Regions from separate parts of the Mus musculus genome. Here regions 1 and 2 are each linked to region 3. The links are chromatin contacts, called in public Hi-C and HiChIP or PLAC-seq maps. All regions are on one chromosome and are shown on one strand. Each heading gives the region's core, a stretch centred on a gene start, on an enhancer-like site or on the middle of the called end of the contact. The rest is flanking DNA. Distances are from core to core; before and after follow the strand shown.

The links. Hi-C and Micro-C count contacts between places; a contact is called where the count stands out from the background. HiChIP or PLAC-seq counts read pairs in DNA pulled down with a chosen protein or histone mark.
Region 1: an HNF4G HiChIP or PLAC-seq map of pancreatic cancer cells shows a contact between it and region 3. The contact joins the enhancer-like site here to the promoter of Lifr in region 3. A contact is called at or near these places in 3 of 39 promoter capture datasets (embryonic stem cells, hippocampal neurons and liver), 5 of 484 Hi-C or Micro-C datasets (cardiomyocytes, cerebral cortex, liver and 2 more) and 4 of 115 datasets of contacts at active chromatin or transcription factors (embryonic stem cells and pancreatic cancer cells).
Region 2: a contact with region 3 is called in a Hi-C map of embryonic stem cells, with 1.8 times the contacts expected there. The contact joins the enhancer-like site here to the promoter of Lifr in region 3. A contact is called at or near these places in 2 of 39 promoter capture datasets (embryonic stem cells and hippocampal neurons), 1 of 484 Hi-C or Micro-C datasets (embryonic stem cells) and 1 of 115 datasets of contacts at active chromatin or transcription factors (embryonic stem cells).

The regions. Positions count from the first base shown.
Region 1 is chr15:6,725,040-6,727,929 of GRCm38.p6, reverse strand. The region is part of intron 2 of Rictor (RPTOR independent companion of MTOR, complex 2); the gene reads right to left. Among named protein-coding and RNA genes, the nearest start is that of Rictor, 18 kb to the right of the region's middle. Within about 2 kb of position 1,314, at least 39 of the 459 cell types and tissues checked have an H3K27ac peak or open chromatin away from gene starts, as enhancers often do. A contact at or near this core is called in pancreatic cancer cells, where this site is marked.
Region 2 is chr15:6,745,139-6,748,068 of GRCm38.p6, reverse strand. Rictor (RPTOR independent companion of MTOR, complex 2) reads right to left here. Exons shown (of 38, transcript NM_030168.3): 5 at 2,489-2,620. Among named protein-coding and RNA genes, the nearest start is that of Rictor, 38 kb to the right of the region's middle. Within about 2 kb of position 1,673, at least 15 of the 459 cell types and tissues checked have an H3K27ac peak or open chromatin away from gene starts, as enhancers often do. A contact at or near this core is called in embryonic stem cells, where this site is marked.
Region 3 is chr15:7,128,070-7,131,000 of GRCm38.p6, reverse strand. It overlaps Lifr (LIF receptor alpha), which reads right to left and starts at 1,429. Exons shown (of 20, transcript NM_001358593.1): 1 at 1,175-1,429.

The sequences.
Region 1 (2,890 bases), core at 65-2,564, 400 kb after region 3:
TACTCGTGACAGTGGAGGTTTAATTTTACTAAGTACTGCATGTTTTACTTCTCCGGTAGCCCTGAGAAGCTAGCCAGTCAAAGTGCAGGGATGTGGGAAGCAGTTTACAAAGGATGACAGTAGCACAGTGTTAGAGACCTAAGAAAGTGTCAGTGCCTCCCAGTATTTGGGAGGTCTGCCTGATCACCCGCCATTCAGAAGCCAGTCTAAGCCACATAGTGGGTTCAAGGCCTGCTTGAGTTACACACAAAGAAAGTGTCTAAAAACAAAGAGCTTGGCCAAAACAAGCAAACAAACACCACCTCATCTCAAAATGCAAACAAGCAACAAACAAGGAAATAAAAACAAACACCTAAAAATATAATAATCACTAGCCACTCAACATTTTAATGAATAACTGTATGTATTACTATAAATAAATTCATAAAAATGTAAAGTCCATCAAGCTGTTTCCTGGACTTGCTACTGGTGTCAGAGGTAGGAGGGACAATGTATAAAGACTCACAGATCTCACCGCTGATGATAAGCAAGTGTTTAAAAACAAAAATAAAAAATGCTTTGTTAGAGTTTCAGATGTTAGAGACTACTAGTCTCCATTTACAGAACACAGGAATATGCTACTTTAGGCTGACTTTGTAAAATTTGGCATTTATATAACAATAAAAGAAGAAAGAGAAAGAAAGGACAAGAAAAGAACAGGACAGGACTCCAGGTCAGCACTGTGAATGATAAAATATGAATTTACAATAGAACTTCAAATTAATTTTATGATTAGCTATAATGACAGCTGTAGTGTGTGTGTGTGTGTGTGTGTGTGTGTACAAAGGAACAAATCAAAGTAATGCTAGCTCAAAGTTCATCAACTTTCTAAATAAAGAGCCAAAAAATATATATAAAATAAAATTTCCCCCCATATTTAACTACACTTTATTGAACTGAAAAAGTTCCACATCTTTAAATCAGAACAAACATATTTAATGTAATTAAAACATAATGGGCTTTGCTCAAATTTGTCAAATGTAATTTTTAAAAATAGCAGCAATTCCTAGGAATACGAAAAGAACAAAAAAACGACTATAACTTTTTGCCTATTATCTGCCATCAGAACACCTGACTCCTGGGCCTGAAGATGGTGAACTAGTACCTGCAGTGTGAGTGTGGTATCCACAGACATGAAAGTCAGGTGTGACAGCAGCATGTCTGTAATGCCAGAGCTTGAGGGCAGGAAGGAGATGGGTAAGTCCCTGGAGCTCACTGACCTGCGAGCTTAGGAGAAGAGATTAAAGGCCATGTCTCAAAAAACTAAGAAGGGAAGGCACCTAATGTTTACCTTGTGAGTCACACACTTGATGTGGGTGTGTTCGTGTGCGTGCGTGCATGCATGCACACCCACATCAAATTCTTCTTTACCTCAGCCTCTCAAGTTAAAAGTTACCTAAGAACTAGGTAGAAAGAGCTACTGAATAGATGAAAAAGAAATCAAGTCCTTTCTTAAATTTTGCCTCTTTCTTGTCATAATATTGGGGAATATAGTACACATGTGTAGCAAATAAATGCCCAGAAAAAAAACGTAATTGTCCAGGTATGGTGGCACATGCCTGTAATCCCAGTACTTGGGAGATGAAGGGGCAGGTGTTAAAAACTCAACCTTGGACACAGGAAGTTCCAACCATCTTGGGCTACATAAGACCCAGTTTTAGAACAAAACACAGAGGATTGAATCAAACACACAAAGCACTTTTACTTTGTGCACAAGTATGTACTAAAAAATTTACAAAGGCCAATTTTCAGGCTACAGAAATTTCTGTCATTCAAAGAAATGTTGGTAACAATAATTTTCATGGTATTTTTTCTTGAGAAAATATGAAAAAAACCTACAATTTTGCTTAATGACTACAATACTGCATGTGCTGCTATCATTTCTATGTCAACCTTCATATCTTACAATGATAATTGCAAGGTAATTAGGCATCCACAGTCCTCTAATTAGGAGCCCTTTATTATAAGAGAAAAATTGTTTGCCTTTAAAATAACTCACAATTTAAATGAACCCCATGAAAGAACAGAACATCTGTGTCTAAATGCAAAAAACAATTAACTGTGTTATATACCCCAATAATGAGATTAACTCTACACCTAGTGAGATTAATTCTAAATCCTCTACAACTGCTCAGGAGCTGTGTGCACACCTTGCATATTCACACGTACTTTCCTGTTTGGTTTTCTCTATAAACGAGGCTGCAGCTCAGCCCGAGTCTAACACGTGTCATCTATGAATGTAGGGAGGCACACCACACTCAGAAACTAGTAACAGCCCAGAGGCACAAAGACATCTCAGCTCTGCAGTATACTCAGATGAGTGTGGTTTGAAACCTAGGAAATAGTACCATGCTACATTCTGCTATTTCCATATATTCTTTTTTTTTGTTTGTTTTTTTGTTTTTCGAGACAGGGTTTCTCTGTGTAGCCCTGGCTGTCCTGGAATTCTCTCTGTAGACCAGGCTGGCCTCGAACTCAGAAATCCGCCTGCCTCTGCCTCCCGAGTGCTGGGATTAAAGGCGGGCACCACCACGCCCGGCTCCATATGTTCTAATTCCTAAGTTCATTCTTACACTTCTCCTAATTATTTTGTCACATATCTTGTCTCTGACGTCTGTCTGAAATCTTTAAAACCTTTTCATTTTCTGTTTTTGAGACACTGCTCTTTGCTGCACTCCCCAGACACAAGTGAATGGGTTCTTTCCTTCTCTGCTCCTAACCCTCACCACCTACTCTCTGCTGTCGACTGAAGAACTAAAGAGTACAACATCCACCCAGCTCAAAGGCTGCCTGCCTGCTTTCCCTTTTAGCCTTTAAGACCACGGCTTTCCTGTCCTGGTCACTCGATGGC
Region 2 (2,930 bases), core at 424-2,923, 380 kb after region 3:
TACAAGATCTGCCAAATAAATAGCACTCCAAGGAAGCATGAGGTGCAAACACGGGCAGGCAAATGTCGCCTGTAAACACTGAATGGGCTCAGTAACACTTGTGGAGTTAAGAAGCAGGTGAGGGTTAGGTCGGCACAACCCACCCAGCACAACAGTGCAGAAGGCACAGTCCACTCCTCTGCCATAGCAGGAATGGAGGACTCCAACACAGCAGGAGTCCAGGAATCAGGTCCAGCCTGAGCTACTTGAGACCTTGTCTTGAAAACACAAGCTGTAACAAAACCACAAGAAAAGAAAATGCAAAGAACAAATGAGACAAAAAACGCCCATGTCGTAAGGTGAGAAGCTTGAATTTATTTATGTGACGGGAGCTGTGCAGCAGGAGAGTGTCTGACGGATGCTACAGGACCAGACAAGGACAGAAGGAAGCAGCACCCAGACAGACCTCTCCAAGACACCAAAGTCAAGCCTTAGTGAGTCCCAAACAGACACACACCAACACAGAAAACTCAACAGTGCTGTATCAACCAAGCAAAGTAAGCCACAATTAAAACAAACAAAACCCACCCCTGTAAGGTTCATGGTCTAGTTGTAACCACCTAGGGGAAATACTAACACAAGTCACAAGTTTTACATAGTATCTTTACATAGTACCCAAAGCAGAAGTATGTATTAGCAGAACTAAAAACTAAATACCAATGTGTTCAGTCTATTTAGAAATGAGAAGCCATCATGAATGAATGAATTGACTTCAAAAATACAAGTGAGGGCCATAGTTTACTAACAGCTACGCAAAGTCAAGCCAGTGGAGTACTTGGCACCTTCCACGCGAACGAGGGACGTCCGGATGCAGTGCAGTTCTCGAGAAGCAGAGGACTGAAGCAAGACTAAGGCTAAGGGTCCTGGAGGTGAGTCCTCAGGAGTTCACAAGCATGGGAGGCCCACGGACTCCATAGACTGGGGAAACTATAGGGATTTACCAAGGCTGCTGTAAAAGAAGACAGTACGTCCTATTATCTATATATTAGTAGCTAAAAATCAGAAGAAAAAATAATGGCACTGCCTCCACTACAATGTCTAAAGAGGGTGAGACAGGAGAATCAGTAAGCCTGAAGCCAGCCTGGAATTTGTAGCAGAAACCCTGTCAAAACAAAGTAATACAACAACAGGAATAAATAAATTAACCCACAACAAACAACTGTTGTGGATAGCCCTGGGGCTAACTGTATTTGATGTTAATTCCATTCTCTTGTGAGGGGTTGTGAACAAGGAATGAGTCAGCACTCAGGTAATTTCCTGTAAACCTGCTTCCCACCTTAATTTGTAAAATAAAGGAGAGCTGATGATTAGGCAGATAAAAGGGAAGGTGGAGTGGAAGGTGGGAGAGAGAGGAAGGAGAAAATGAGAGAGAGGACGCAGAGGAGGAAGAAGAAGAGCCGGAGGAGAAGCACATGGCCTGAAGAAACTGCAAGTTCTAAGGGGGTCTCACAAGCTGTGGAAGATGGTAGTGTAGCGGTAGATCTGCCCAATCTAGGCACACAGCATGTAATCATAGTAACTGTGTTGTGTTTTCATTGCCGGGCCTATTTGGGAGGAGATTTACCGCAACAAACAACAGAAGTCCCAAACCCAGTAAGTGTGACTAAAGCTCACCAAACAGTCACGGCATCTAAATGATCAGTGCCGTGTCTTAAGAAAAAACCTGCGGCCCCAACACATAGTCAGCAGAGGACTGCCTGGTCAGGCCTCAGTGAGAGAAGATGCATCTAACCCTTGAGGCCCCAGGGAGAGAGGAGGCCTGGTGGGGTGGGGGTGGGATGGGGGTGGGGACATCCTTTTGGACACTGGGGTGAGGAAGGTATGGGATAGGGAGTGGATGGGGGATGAAGTCCAGACTGTAAAAAGGGATTAAAGAATAAAAATACATTTTACAAAGAGAGAGGGATGCCGACCACAATCACATAGCTAAGCACACATGCATCAGGTTCCAACATCTCCTTCTCTATGCCTGCTTCTAAGAAGTGAGCACCTCACAGACTTACACAAGATTGCAGGGCAGATTCATTCAAAATAGCTCAACACTGAAAACTATCCTGAATGAACAGATTCAAGCATGTCCTAAGCATAAGACCAAATACTTCATAGCAAAAATAAAATTTAAAAACAGATATGATCAATGTGGAAGAACCTTACAGATGATGAGAAAACAATAAATGTATACTTACATATGTCGATTATACACATTAATTAACATGTAATGTGAAATGCAAAGACAGGAAAACAAATCTCTAAGGAGAAAACTATTTACAATTGCTTGAAAGTATAAAGGGAGTCCCTCCTTTGCTAAAAACACCATTAGTCTTGGTCTTACTTGATCATGCACCTTTGCAAAATTAAGCTTTACACCAAAAATCTGTACAGGTTTGGCTGGATGCTAAACACAAAACTTTAAAGGCATAAGAAAGACAGGCACGTCTCAGAACATTACCTAGCTATTAAATAGTCCACTTTCAGTTTTAGCACCTTCTGGAGAATACTGGAATCTTGGATGAGATAGCGCAGCGCTCGCAACCCGGCTGCTCTTACTTCTTTTGCCTCATTTAATAAAGCTAAGCGCAAACTGTAGGAAAACAAAAACGTTCTGTTACACAGGCTTCAAAGACACCACAGTTCAGCAGAGGTTACTTTGCCCCCATGTGAAATGCTTGGGACGAGAAGTAGTTCTGATTTCTTGTATTTTTAGACTGAAACTACTTTCAAGACTATTTCAAACTGAGTATCTCTTACTTGAAAATCTAGACCCCCCAACCTTGTGAATGCTTGAGATGGCTCTAACAAAGTCTCGGATTTTGGAGCATTTCAGATTTTTCATACTTTAGGATTTACTCCCATATCAAGTTCTTTCATGGCTAAGGTATCCCAAACTTTTT
Region 3 (2,931 bases), core at 180-2,679:
TGAGAGCAAACAGCAGCTCCGGCCTCCTTGACAATACGCCTCCTATTGAAACTGAGCTTAAGGTTCCTCATGGATGCCTCCAAATGAACACAGTTTCCACCTGGTTGGAAGAAGGAAAGTCAGGGAGAGAAAGAAAAGAGCACAGTCCAGTGTTTTTTAAAAGCACAGGCTATGCTGAGATTTGCTTCCCTCTGCCAGTCTCACCCGAGGAGCCTCTGCTCCTAGTGGAGTATGACTTCAGATCTGTGTCAAGATAATCCTGCAAGGGGAGGGGACGGCATCAGTTGCAATAAACAAATGCTTTAGTTTTTCACTGGGGGCGGTGCTTTAAATATAACGTGGGCACCGCTTTTGAACTCCTGACTAACGTAAAGTCAGGTCAACTCTAAGCAAATATTATTTGCTGGGTTAAATATGCAAGGGAAGGCATTGGATGGCAAAGTTTAAACTGAAAGTTCTGCTGAAAAACCCACTTTAAAGAAACAAAGTAAACGCAAAGAATGCATGTAACTGTCAGTCAGTAACAGCGCACGTGTCCTTTCAGTATCTGACTGCATTAAACACAGCTACAGAAAGGGACCCAAAGATAACCCTAGTGTAAACGAAAGATTCGTGTGTCTTGGCAGCTGAAGTGGGGGCTAGAATCACATAACTCAAGCTCCTGTGTAAGTTCACAACACTTGCTGTGCAGTTTTCTGTGCGTCTGGGTCCACGATCTCAGCTTTGTGCTTTAGACAACACATCCGGAAAGCCATCCATTAGGAAGCCTAACTTTGCTTGCCTACACTTTAACTTGGGAGTTTAATAAGTTTAGCGCCTTCGGACACAAGCACCTAGAACTACAGACAGGTCAGTCAAATGCACCATCAAAACAGAAAGGACGAGGAACTACTTTTCTGAAGCGCTGAGGTTTAGGGGCAGGAAACCATCTGGCAGGTCGCAGCTCCGAATGGGGAATTAAAGGTCCTGCCCATCCCCCTGGTAACCTCTGGCCTTGGAACTCAGTGCCCTTCGCGCCGCACAAGTTTCCCGCGGTGTAGCCCGCGTGGGCGCGGGCTGCAGGGTTGACCCCTCGGCTGGCACGGACGGCGTGAGCCCGAGTGGCGTTGCCCCAGAGCCGGGGACGCGCCCCCCGCACGCGCTCCGGGCTGCCGCGCCGCGCCCCCGCACTCACCAGCCGCTCCCGCGCCGCTATCTTGCCATCCCAGTCGGCCGCCGCCCCGGGGCAGCCCGGACCCTGCAGCACAGGACTGCAGTCCTGAAGGAGCAGTCCGGTGGTAGCAGCCGCCGTCCTGGCGCCCCTGTCCCCTTGCAGGCCGGCTCTAGCGGCCACCGACGACCGGCCGCCGCTGCCTTCTCCCAACCCCGCGAGCCACCGCAGCGCCAGGCGACGATAACGGCCGCGGCCACTGCCGAGACGCTCCGGCGCAGACTGCGCGCCCGGAGGCGGCGCCTGCGAGGAGCTCGGCGGGGGGCGCAGCACCCAGGCCCCGCCCAGGCCCCGCCCCGCGCGCCCCCGCAGCCTTCTCCGCCGTCCCTGCCGCGCGCACGGGGACGCGGGCCCGCGGGCCCGCGAGGCCGCGCGTGAGTCGGAGCCTCTGGGTCGCGCGCGGGCCCGGCGCCCAGGGAGGTGCCTCTGCCGAGACTCCGGTCGCGCGGCCAGCCTTGCAAGGTCACCGAGCGGCGGGCGAGAGCGCAGCGGCCCTGCGGGTGCAAAGCCTCCGGAAAGGCCAGCGGAGCCCAGGCGGCCCTGCGGGAAGCAGCGCGGCTCCCAAACCGCTGTCATTGCACTTTGCAAGCCGTGCGCGGAGGAGGAAACTCGTGTCGCCCCGAAAAGGCACACGGACGCCAATTACTGCGGGTTTTTTTTTTTTTCCTTTCTTTCTTTCTGATTTTGTGCATTACCTAAACTGCCCCCAAGCCGGGGCGCTGCCACTCAGTTCCCCTACTTTCTTGGTGAGGGGACCTCTCAGCTCCTGAGGGCCTGCGGGGGCAACTGAGAACATCCTGGAGCCATCTAGTCGTGCCTCTGAGGCGTGTTGGGCTTATTTGTGCAGAGAAGAAACGGATCCCTTAATGGGGTGAGATTTTTCCTCCGTGCATTGTTCCCATTTCCGCAGTTTCACTTGGCCTCGGTGTTCCTTCCAGAGTAATGCACCAAATGAAATTGGTAGGAGTGTTTTATGGCGCAGAGTCGTGGTTTGAAGATGTTTACGCTCTGTGCCGGACGCGTTTGATGGTGTTCTCTTTAGCACAATTAATTTTGCAAAGTTCAGAAATGTGCCAGACGGAGCCACTGGCACGCAGTCACATGGCTGTGCAGACACACCTTCCATAGGGAGCCGCTTGTTTGTTTTCAGATGTGATTTATCTGGTGCGCCAGGGCCAAGGAGTTTGTGAGGGACCTTTGACTGAAATTCTAGACTTTAGAATCTACAGCAATTTGCAAATCGGCAGGATGAAGCTTATTTTCTAAAATAAATATCCCCCGTTAATAATGTAACTCCAAAATGGGCAACAAGACACCTGAAAATATACTGCATGAAAAAATAAATTCTTAATAACATCTTTCAAAATAAAGTCACTAAGAGTATCCTAGTGACCAACTCCACTAAAGTGCATATTTTGAACATGAAGTGCCTCCTGCTGTCCATGACTGTTTCTGGACTGTGCTGAACCCGCCCCCATTTAAGTTGGACCATATTGCTTTTCCTTTATCCCCATTCTTTCCCACAACTTGAGAGACTTGGTATTCATATTGCAGTATTCTGTCTTTTCTATTAGACACAGCACCTATGGCTCACAGAGCTTTTAGGAGCTAACAAAAGTATTTTCATTTGTTTTCAGGTCAGAAGAAAAAAATAGATTCAAGTGTTTTAATGTAGAATAATATTGCTATCTTTGTACCTAAGGTAAACAAAATAAGAATGT